Regions from separate parts of the Gossypium arboreum genome. Here regions 1 and 3 are each linked to region 2. A link is a contact called in public Hi-C data. All regions are on one chromosome and are shown on one strand. The core of a region is the stretch at or near the end of the contact, and the rest is flanking DNA. Distances in the headings are between cores, read along the strand shown.

The links. Hi-C and Micro-C count contacts between places; a contact is called where the count stands out from the background.
Region 1: a contact with region 2 is called in a Hi-C map of leaf, with 4 times the contacts expected there. The contact joins the promoter of LOC108458946 here to the promoter of LOC108457870 in region 2. A contact is called at or near these places in 2 of 5 Hi-C or Micro-C datasets (both in leaf).
Region 3: a Hi-C map of leaf shows a contact between it and region 2, with 4 times the contacts expected there. The contact joins the promoter of LOC108465691 here to the promoter of LOC108457870 in region 2. A contact is called at or near these places in 2 of 5 Hi-C or Micro-C datasets (both in leaf).

Annotation. Positions count from the first base shown.
Region 1 is chr4:95,000,720-95,003,589 of ASM2569848v2, reverse strand. LOC108458946 reads left to right here and starts at 1,475. Exons shown (of 2, transcript XM_017758334.1): 1 at 1,475-1,785; 2 at 1,888-2,242. The coding sequence starts at 1,475. The coding sequence ends at 2,242.
Region 2 is chr4:94,672,207-94,674,906 of ASM2569848v2, reverse strand. It overlaps LOC108457870 (vacuolar protein-sorting-associated protein 37 homolog 1), which reads left to right and starts at 1,281. Exons shown (of 7, transcript XM_017757056.2): 1 at 1,281-1,652. The coding sequence starts at 1,639. LOC108459605 (a long non-coding RNA gene) reads left to right here. Exons shown (of 2, transcript XR_001867387.2): 2 at 1-268.
Region 3 is chr4:94,312,173-94,314,872 of ASM2569848v2, reverse strand. It overlaps LOC108465691 (DEAD-box ATP-dependent RNA helicase 38), which reads right to left and starts at 1,393. Exons shown (of 8, transcript XM_017766072.2): 1 at 878-1,393; 2 at 486-779; 3 at 168-395. The coding sequence starts at 1,129. All of the region lies in intron 1 of LOC128291878 (a long non-coding RNA gene), which reads left to right.

The sequences.
Region 1 (2,870 bases), core at 226-2,725, 330 kb before region 2:
ATGGAGAGGAAGAAGATGAGGGCAGCCATGGTTGCTTCTGTTGGTTGAGAAAGAAGATAACTCTGTTGATAGGGGTATTTTCCAATTTAAAAAGAACCCCGAAAGGGCCTAAGGCCTTGACCCAATTTTTACAAACCTAACTTTGTGAAATTATGGCCTGATTCATCAATAAAAGGTTCTAATGATTCAAAATAATTTTGGATATCAAATATAATATTGAAATATTATTGTCATCATTAAGTTTTAAGAATTGATCAAACTATCCTTTGTGGCAAAATTATCTTTTATCTCTTTTTGTCAAATTTAGATTTCTTCTTAAAATTTGATAGTTAGAACAAATCAAGTTCATAATTCATCAAAAATATTTATAATAATTCTATGAGTAATGAAAATTGTACTTTAGCTTTTTTTTCGATAAAATAGAAAAATTACAATTCAATCCCTATAATATTTAAAATTTTTAATTTAGTCTCAAAAGTGGTTTTCATTCCACCGAATCATAGTCCAATTTATTTCATGATAACTCATCCATAATAATTCATATTTTTCCACTTTTGGGTAATGTTGCACAATGGTCCTCATACTTTTCAAAATTTACCTTATTTAGTTCTTTTTATCACATTTTCACTTTTTAAATTCTTTTTATATATTCTCAACTCCAATATCAAATTTCTTTTACAAAATTTCTAATTTGAGTCATTCAATATTTTTTGATATTCGAACCCAAAATCCTACAATGTGTCATATCAAAATTTACATGACATTAGATATGTTATCTTAGAATAATTATTTTTATCATGTATTCTTAAAAGATAATTTACTCTGCATCACTCGTTTAAAATTTGTTGTCTATACTTTTATTACTACTTAAACTAAAAAGAAAATATATTCAACTTTCTATCTTGATCCATTAAATATGTTAAATTTATTTGAGAAAATTGAGAATACTTTTTTCATATCTTTTAAATTTGAATTTCCAAAATGTTATTTTATTTTTACGAAGAAAAAATTATTTTGTGATATGTTATTTATTTGATATTTAAAACTAAATAAATTATTCATGAATTCAAATGTTAAAATGTTTAGGAAAATATTTATTACTCAGTTTTCTGGTGTCATTATCTAACGTAGGCCATATTATCTTAATTATTATATCTTAAATAAGGTGGTAAAATAAAATAAGATGTGAATTGTGATATCATCATATCCTCAAACGTAATCATACTCTACCAGACAAGTGACACTTGGCCAATTACATACCATACACGTGGGCCACTATCAAAGAATGCCACTTGTAATCTCTCAAGTCTTCAGCCTCTCTTGAGAGAAGACCAAAGTGTTTCAACTGTTTTAAAAAACACTACAATTTGTCCATTTTCTTCAGCTTCACCAACTGCAAACTCTCGTAAACCCATCTTTTTAAAGTTACCACCACAAGTTGTAAAGTTGAAAGAAGACCTGTAGATGGTAAATTATGGATCCTGCAAATGGTGCTCAAGATTCAGGGTCCTTTCTGACTCCTTTGTTGATTTCCTTGGCCGGCATAGTTGCCACTTGTCTAGCACTAATTGTATACCATTTTTTACTTGTCAAATACTGCCTAAGATGGGGAGATAAACCGGATGATGCTACAAATCCCTCCATACCAACTGGGCTTCAACAGAAAATCCTGGGAACAATTCCAATCCTGTCTTTCTCCAGGGATAAAGATGAAGAATTGGGCACTCATCAAACTGAATGCGCTGTTTGCTTGGGAGAACTAAAGGAAGGGGAGACTATACGCTTGTTGCCAAACTGAAGGCATTTGTTTCATGTCCCGTGCATTGACAATTGGTTTTTGGCACGTTCTACCTGTCCTATTTGTCTAACACTTGTAGAGTATTCTAGTTTAGAATCGCCTCCGGCCAACCATATTGGAGGAGAAAGGGTTCCGGATTTGGCTCGAAACATCGGACAAGGTGGCGATCAGGCCGCATCAACGTCCGGGGTTCAGTCAAATACTTTGTTAAGACATTGTGTGCCCCTGGTGTTCCCTAGAGTAAGTAAAACACATGTGATCACAGGGTTGAAGGGATCCTTGTCAATGGATCAGTTCCACATATACATTAACTTAATAGATGACAGTGGAGATGCTTCTTCTTTAACATCAAAGATGATTTTGTGGAAGAGCAATTCTTGTAAGGCCCCATCTATGAGACAGTTGGATAGAATGTCTTCATTGTTGAGATCTTTCTCACAGTAGGAGTAGAACCAGTTATGGAATTCTTCCTTACTAACATGATGTTTGGAAACAAAAATTTTGTTGATGCTTTCGGTTGCTTCCATCATATACTAGATTAATTTGAAATTTTACTTCATCCAGGTTTATAATCCTAAATCATGTTTATACTCTGTTTGTTAACTTTCCAAGCCATATGTTCGGAAATAATAATAAAAAATTCTAATATGTTGCCACATGCATTCTGGCCAAAATTCTAAACTAGTTTCTACTATTTGAAACACTCTAATTAAGATCATATCCATCAACTTCTTTCACTAACACAACGCTAGCCTGCATTAATTTTGGATTTAATGTAACATACTTAAAATATGTTAGATCTACTTTATACATATATGTTCACCACATTGACAGCTTAGACAAAAAGTTAAAAAAAAGAAACCGTGTCTTTAAAATTTAGGATTATTTTTTTAAACGCATCATATTCAAGTTGCTCATTATAAGTATAAATGCATTTAAAATTTGATTCACATATTTTGATTATGTTTTAAATCATATCTGTGAAGAAATTTAACATCTTAACTAACAATTAGGCTAACGCTAAGACTTGCTTGAAGCAATGGTTAAAGCTATTGTTTAGCACTTAGACCAA
Region 2 (2,700 bases), core at 32-2,531:
TATGGAGGCGCGAGCGTAACACCTACATGGAGCGAACGTGGAGGCGCGAAATGCGGGTGTGGTGTGAGGGTGGAGGCGGCGCCGGCCAAAGGGAGTGCCTAAGTGCTAGGGTTTGCTGTTTCTGAAAAAAAAATTTGGGCCATAGTATTGGGCTTAAGGTTTTGGGTTAGTTTGGGGTTTGTATTGGGTTTGTTATTTAGTGATTTGGGCCGGGTAATTTTGGCTCATTACAAAGTTAATTCAATTTAATAACAAGAGTAATCAATAACTCAATCCTCCATTGATTCATATAAAATATAATATTTTCTTATTCACAATCTCAATATGATATCCATAATAGTGAATATATTTGAAAATTAATGGATTAACCATCACAAATTTTGTACTTTTTAATATTGATATATTAGCTTTTCTAAAGCTTTCAACTAATTTTGTATTATCAAATATTGTAATAATATTTGTTTGTTTCAGTCTGAATAAGATAAATATTTTCTATCTGTAATGATAGAATTCATTACTACATTCTCATATCTTTTCTCGAAAAGTATTAATGAAACAAAATATTTGAGCATACAATAAAAATTATATGCACTTTTAATATTAATATAAAACTTAAAAGAGTGATAAGTATTTTAAAAAAATTAATTGTATTATGTATATAAGCATCCTAAAAATTTTTAATTTCCTTTCAAAATTTGATTTTTATTTAATAAATTATTCTCATTAAATTCACATTCGCATAAAATATAAATTAATTTAAAATTTCAAAAGAACTTCTATAAGTAAAAGAATTATGGAATTTATTTAACTACAAAAATAATATAAGAGTTAAATTAAACAATAAGGAACTTTTTCATATATTAGTCAAATTATACATTAACGAAATCAGAAGATGATGATCAGATCCCATTAAAGCTTAAAAGAAAGTTTTTTCTGAATTTTCCAATTTTTTTTAAAAGATGTAATAGGTTATTGTAATTTTTATAAATTTAAAATTTAATCATTTTAAGTTTTTTATTTTATTTTTTATATTTTTGAATTCACATCTAGTATTAATAATACTGTTATTTTTTTGTTAGTATAAAAAATATAGTGTTAACAATTCCACTTGAATTTTATAATTTTAAAATTAAATAGATTAAATTTTTAAAATTAAGAACCCATATGATGATCTAATGATTAAAAGTGCTATTGTCTCAATGTGACTTGAGTTCAAACCGTACTAATCATGTTTGTTGTTCTGTTATTAATTTTCAAAAAAAAAGTTTTCTAAATATAAATTTTAAATTTATAACATATTTTAAGATTAATTGTTTTTCAACAAGTTTCTTCTACTCAGATGCTTCATCGTCGGTGTCCAAAACCAATAATAACCCACCAAATGTACCTAAAACTGTTTTTTTTTTTTTAAGAACTAAAAAAACTTTTGTCTCGTTGATTTTAGACCTCCTTAAATATAATCTCTTAGACTCAGTTTCTTTTTAATTAAAAATCCGAAATAATATTTTCTTACTCTGTAAGGAACAAATAATCTTTTCTTCGTCTACGACTCTAACGCTGTTTTTCATTTTTTTTTTGGTTTCTATTTATTGGGTTGATTGATTATCCAACGATCAACAAGCCACCCGCTTGCGAGCTATGTTCAGGTTCTGGTATGTTTTCTTTGTTACCTCTTTAATCTCTATTGATTTATTTGGATTATTGGATTCTATTATTTCGTTTTTTTTCCGATTCAGCCTTATTTTGAGGGGGGTTTCTTATATAAATTGCCTGCGAATTTGACTAATTTCACTTGGATTTGTGACTTCGATCGAACTTTCTTCAGAATTTCTTTTTATTAATATAATTGTGGGTTTGCTGGATTTTGGGAAATTTTTTTCCTATTAATTCTTTTTTCTTTGGAATTTTAATGTGTATTGTATTTTTAGAATCACCGTTTCCTTCCTTTTGGGCGTATTAAGAGGCTGTTCGATCATCAAAGAAACTAAAATTTGTGCTAAAGGAAAGCTGGGTTATTGTATTTTTTTTAAAGTGATAAACATGTTTCAGAAACTGCAGCTAAACCAAAAGTGTCCGCTCTTCTTCCTCCTTTTGGCTGTTGTATGAAATAGAATAAATGTGGGATTTAGTCGGTAATATCTATTTTCATGAAGTTGGATTTCAGATGAGCACATCTTAATTGCTCATCATGTTAGGGCAAGTCTAAAGTGTAGACATGTTTCATGATGCTGGTTTTACATAGAGCATCTCTTAATTGCTCATCATGTTAGGGCAAGTCTAAATTGTGGACATGTTTCATGAAGTTGGGTTTACATAGAGCATCTCTTAATTGCTCATCATGTGAGGGCAACTGTGGACATGCTTCATGCGTTTTTGGTGCTATTACCCTGTCGTTTTAATATGCTCCGGCAGTATATGCGCCTTATGTTGGATTATCTCAATAGGGGTAACTCTGTCAAATGGTCAATAAATTGTATCATTGTTTAATACTATTCCTACTACTACTACTCAAAATCCCAAACCCTTAAATCAGAGGAAAATACAATCTTAAGTGCACTTGGACCAACGTTTTTCTAATTGCTGCAATAGCAACAATGCCAAATGAGAAAATGGCATTTCTAAATGCTGTGAAGCCACTAAAGTTGTGTTGTAGTTGTACTTGTGCAGTAATGATCAAAAGTTAAAACTTGATAGCGATAT
Region 3 (2,700 bases), core at 144-2,643, 360 kb after region 2:
AAATTCATATATAGACAAGTAAAGTTAGACAATGTTCCACAATAAAGAGACTTAGTTACAATTCTAAAGTTGCAACAATTTGTTCTTTCCTAATACTGAGAACAAGGCACTACAAATTCTAATTTCATCAAAACAAGAAGCAGATAAACCAGCAAAACAAAAGTTACCTCAGCCAGCATGTGATCAGCTTCATCAAACACAAGAATCTTCACATTACTCACACCCAATTTCTTTGCTGACATCCACTTCTTAATAGTGCCAGGAGTACCAATAACTACTTGAGCGATAACGGGTGCCCGTTTATTAATTGGAATATAATTGGAACTATCCATTGGAATAGCACATTCTGATGTTATCCCAGTATGCTTCCCCATCTTCCTAAGCACTTCCAAATTCTGCAAGAAAACACAGCCAAATTTTAACATCAAAACCAAAACCCAGATTTCATTGGTACCTCAAAAAATTCAAGATCTCATGAACTTAACCTGAATAGCCAGTTCTCTAGTAGGACAAATGCAAAGTGCTTGAGGAGCTTTTAGATTCGGATCAACACGAGACAGCATTCCAAGAGTAAAGCAAGTGGTTTTACCAGAACCATTGTGAGCTTGAGCAATTAAATCCAAGTGAGGAGGCGTCAAAATCATTGGTAAACTAATAGCTTGGATTTTGCTAGGCTTTTCAAATTTCATCTCAACATATAGCCCTTTTAACAATTCAGGGGACAGATTCAATTCCTCAAACGTAAATGCTGAAGTGTATGGTGTCTCCCCAGATGTGACCTGCAAAAGTCGAACAAAAACATGAAGAAGTCAAAACCCTAAATCTCAGTCGAACAAAAAAGGAAAAGGCTCAAGTATTTAGGGTCAGGGATAGATACGGCTTTGATGTTGGAGTCCTCGGGTTCGTCGAGGAACTTGTTGATCTTTTTGCTTTCATCGATTTTTAGGTTTTCAACTCCGAGTTCCGGCGCACCTTTGTCTTCCGATGAAGTGCTCGGTTCTTCCGAAGCTTCGTCTTCCATATCGGCCCATCTTACTGGTGCCTCGGTGGTCTTTTTGGTTTCTTGAGGCGCTGGCGCCTCGGCGGTGGTAGAGGTAGAAGGGGCGGAGTTAGAGGCGGTTTCAGCCATGAAGCTCTAGAAATCGATGGAACAAAGGCAAAAGGGTAGTAAATCGGTTTCTTTTTCTTATTAGGCTATTAGGAAAAACCAAAATCAGAAACAAAAATGACTATAAATATAGGTGGAGGAAAATTATAAAGAAGGCTCGTTAAAATCAGATTTAAATAGGCTCCAAACAATATCAACCGTTTGATTAAAAGCAATTAATCTGAACCATTGAAAGAAAAAGAAAATCTTAAAGATAAAAATGCAACTACCTTTTTTGTTAAATACAACTTGATTTATCGGTAAAATATTCGTGAATTCATACTTTAAAAAAAGGTTTTATTTACCTCACCCCTAACAGATTACTGTAAAATTCTCGCCGTTTAACCGACTTACACCCCAAAGTAAACGGTTTAGTTTCTTTCAACTATATCCTTCCTTTACTTTAGTTTTTTCCTTTTCAGCTTTATTTTCAATTAAGTAATTTGATGTTAAAAAAATTATTAAATTTATAAAAGTATGATAAAAATCTTTATAGTATAAACTAAATTATATTTTATTTTTCTATTCAAAAATGAGTATATTAATTCTTGTATGTTAATCTATTTTTGTTATTAATAATTTATTTTATATATCAACATAAAGTATAAATGACACCTCACATATCATTATGTTAAGTTTTATATTATTGTTACTCATTCTCTCGTTAAAATCTCTTTTATGGGTGATTTTTATTTGAATATAATAGACCACCTTCAAATATAGGTTTTAAGTTTTGTAGTGCTATTGATAGTAACTGAGACAATAAGGGCAGTAATGTCATTCTTTTAATCTTAAAACCACACTTTCTTACCCTTGGAAAATGTTTAGGAGGGTGCAAGCAGACTAAGGGTGGGTTTGGGGCGACGGTACGGTGCGTTTAGCTTACTTTTTATTTCACGCTATAGTATCGCTACAGTATCCAATCTCACTGTCACCGCTATTTTTTACACTAAGCGTAGGTAAACGCACCGTCTATCCAAACTCACCCTAAATTGATGGTGTCAAATACACGTAACCTGCATTTAGCTTTGAGCATTTGAGCTACAATGACACGCATAATATCTATAGCTACTTACATTATTTCATGCTACGAAGAAAGGCTTAGCTCAACTATTGCTTTCCCCCATTGTTGATGGACTTAAACTAATGAAATCAATTAGTTATTTGTTTTGCTTGTGTATGTAATAGGCCAAACTTGACCAGGCCTCAATTAAACTTCAAATTATTTACAACATCAAGCCTAAACTTAAACCCAAAATAAAAAAAAACCCTAAAGCCCAAAGTTATGGCCCACTACCTAAACAAATTTTGGCAAAAATCAGAAAACCCTAACCCTAGGAGCGCCGCTGCCCCCATGTGCATCCTCTGATAGCCACCTGCTCTGCCATCAACCACCACCCTGCAAAGAAGGAAGAACACGCAAGATCAATAGAAAAAACAGTGTTTGGAAATTGGCTATAAAGCCACACAAAACTGAATGTAAAGGGGTTCTTGAAAAAAAAGAGGATTATCAATACAAACAGTAGGTGTTCAAATACAAAAAAAAAAAATCA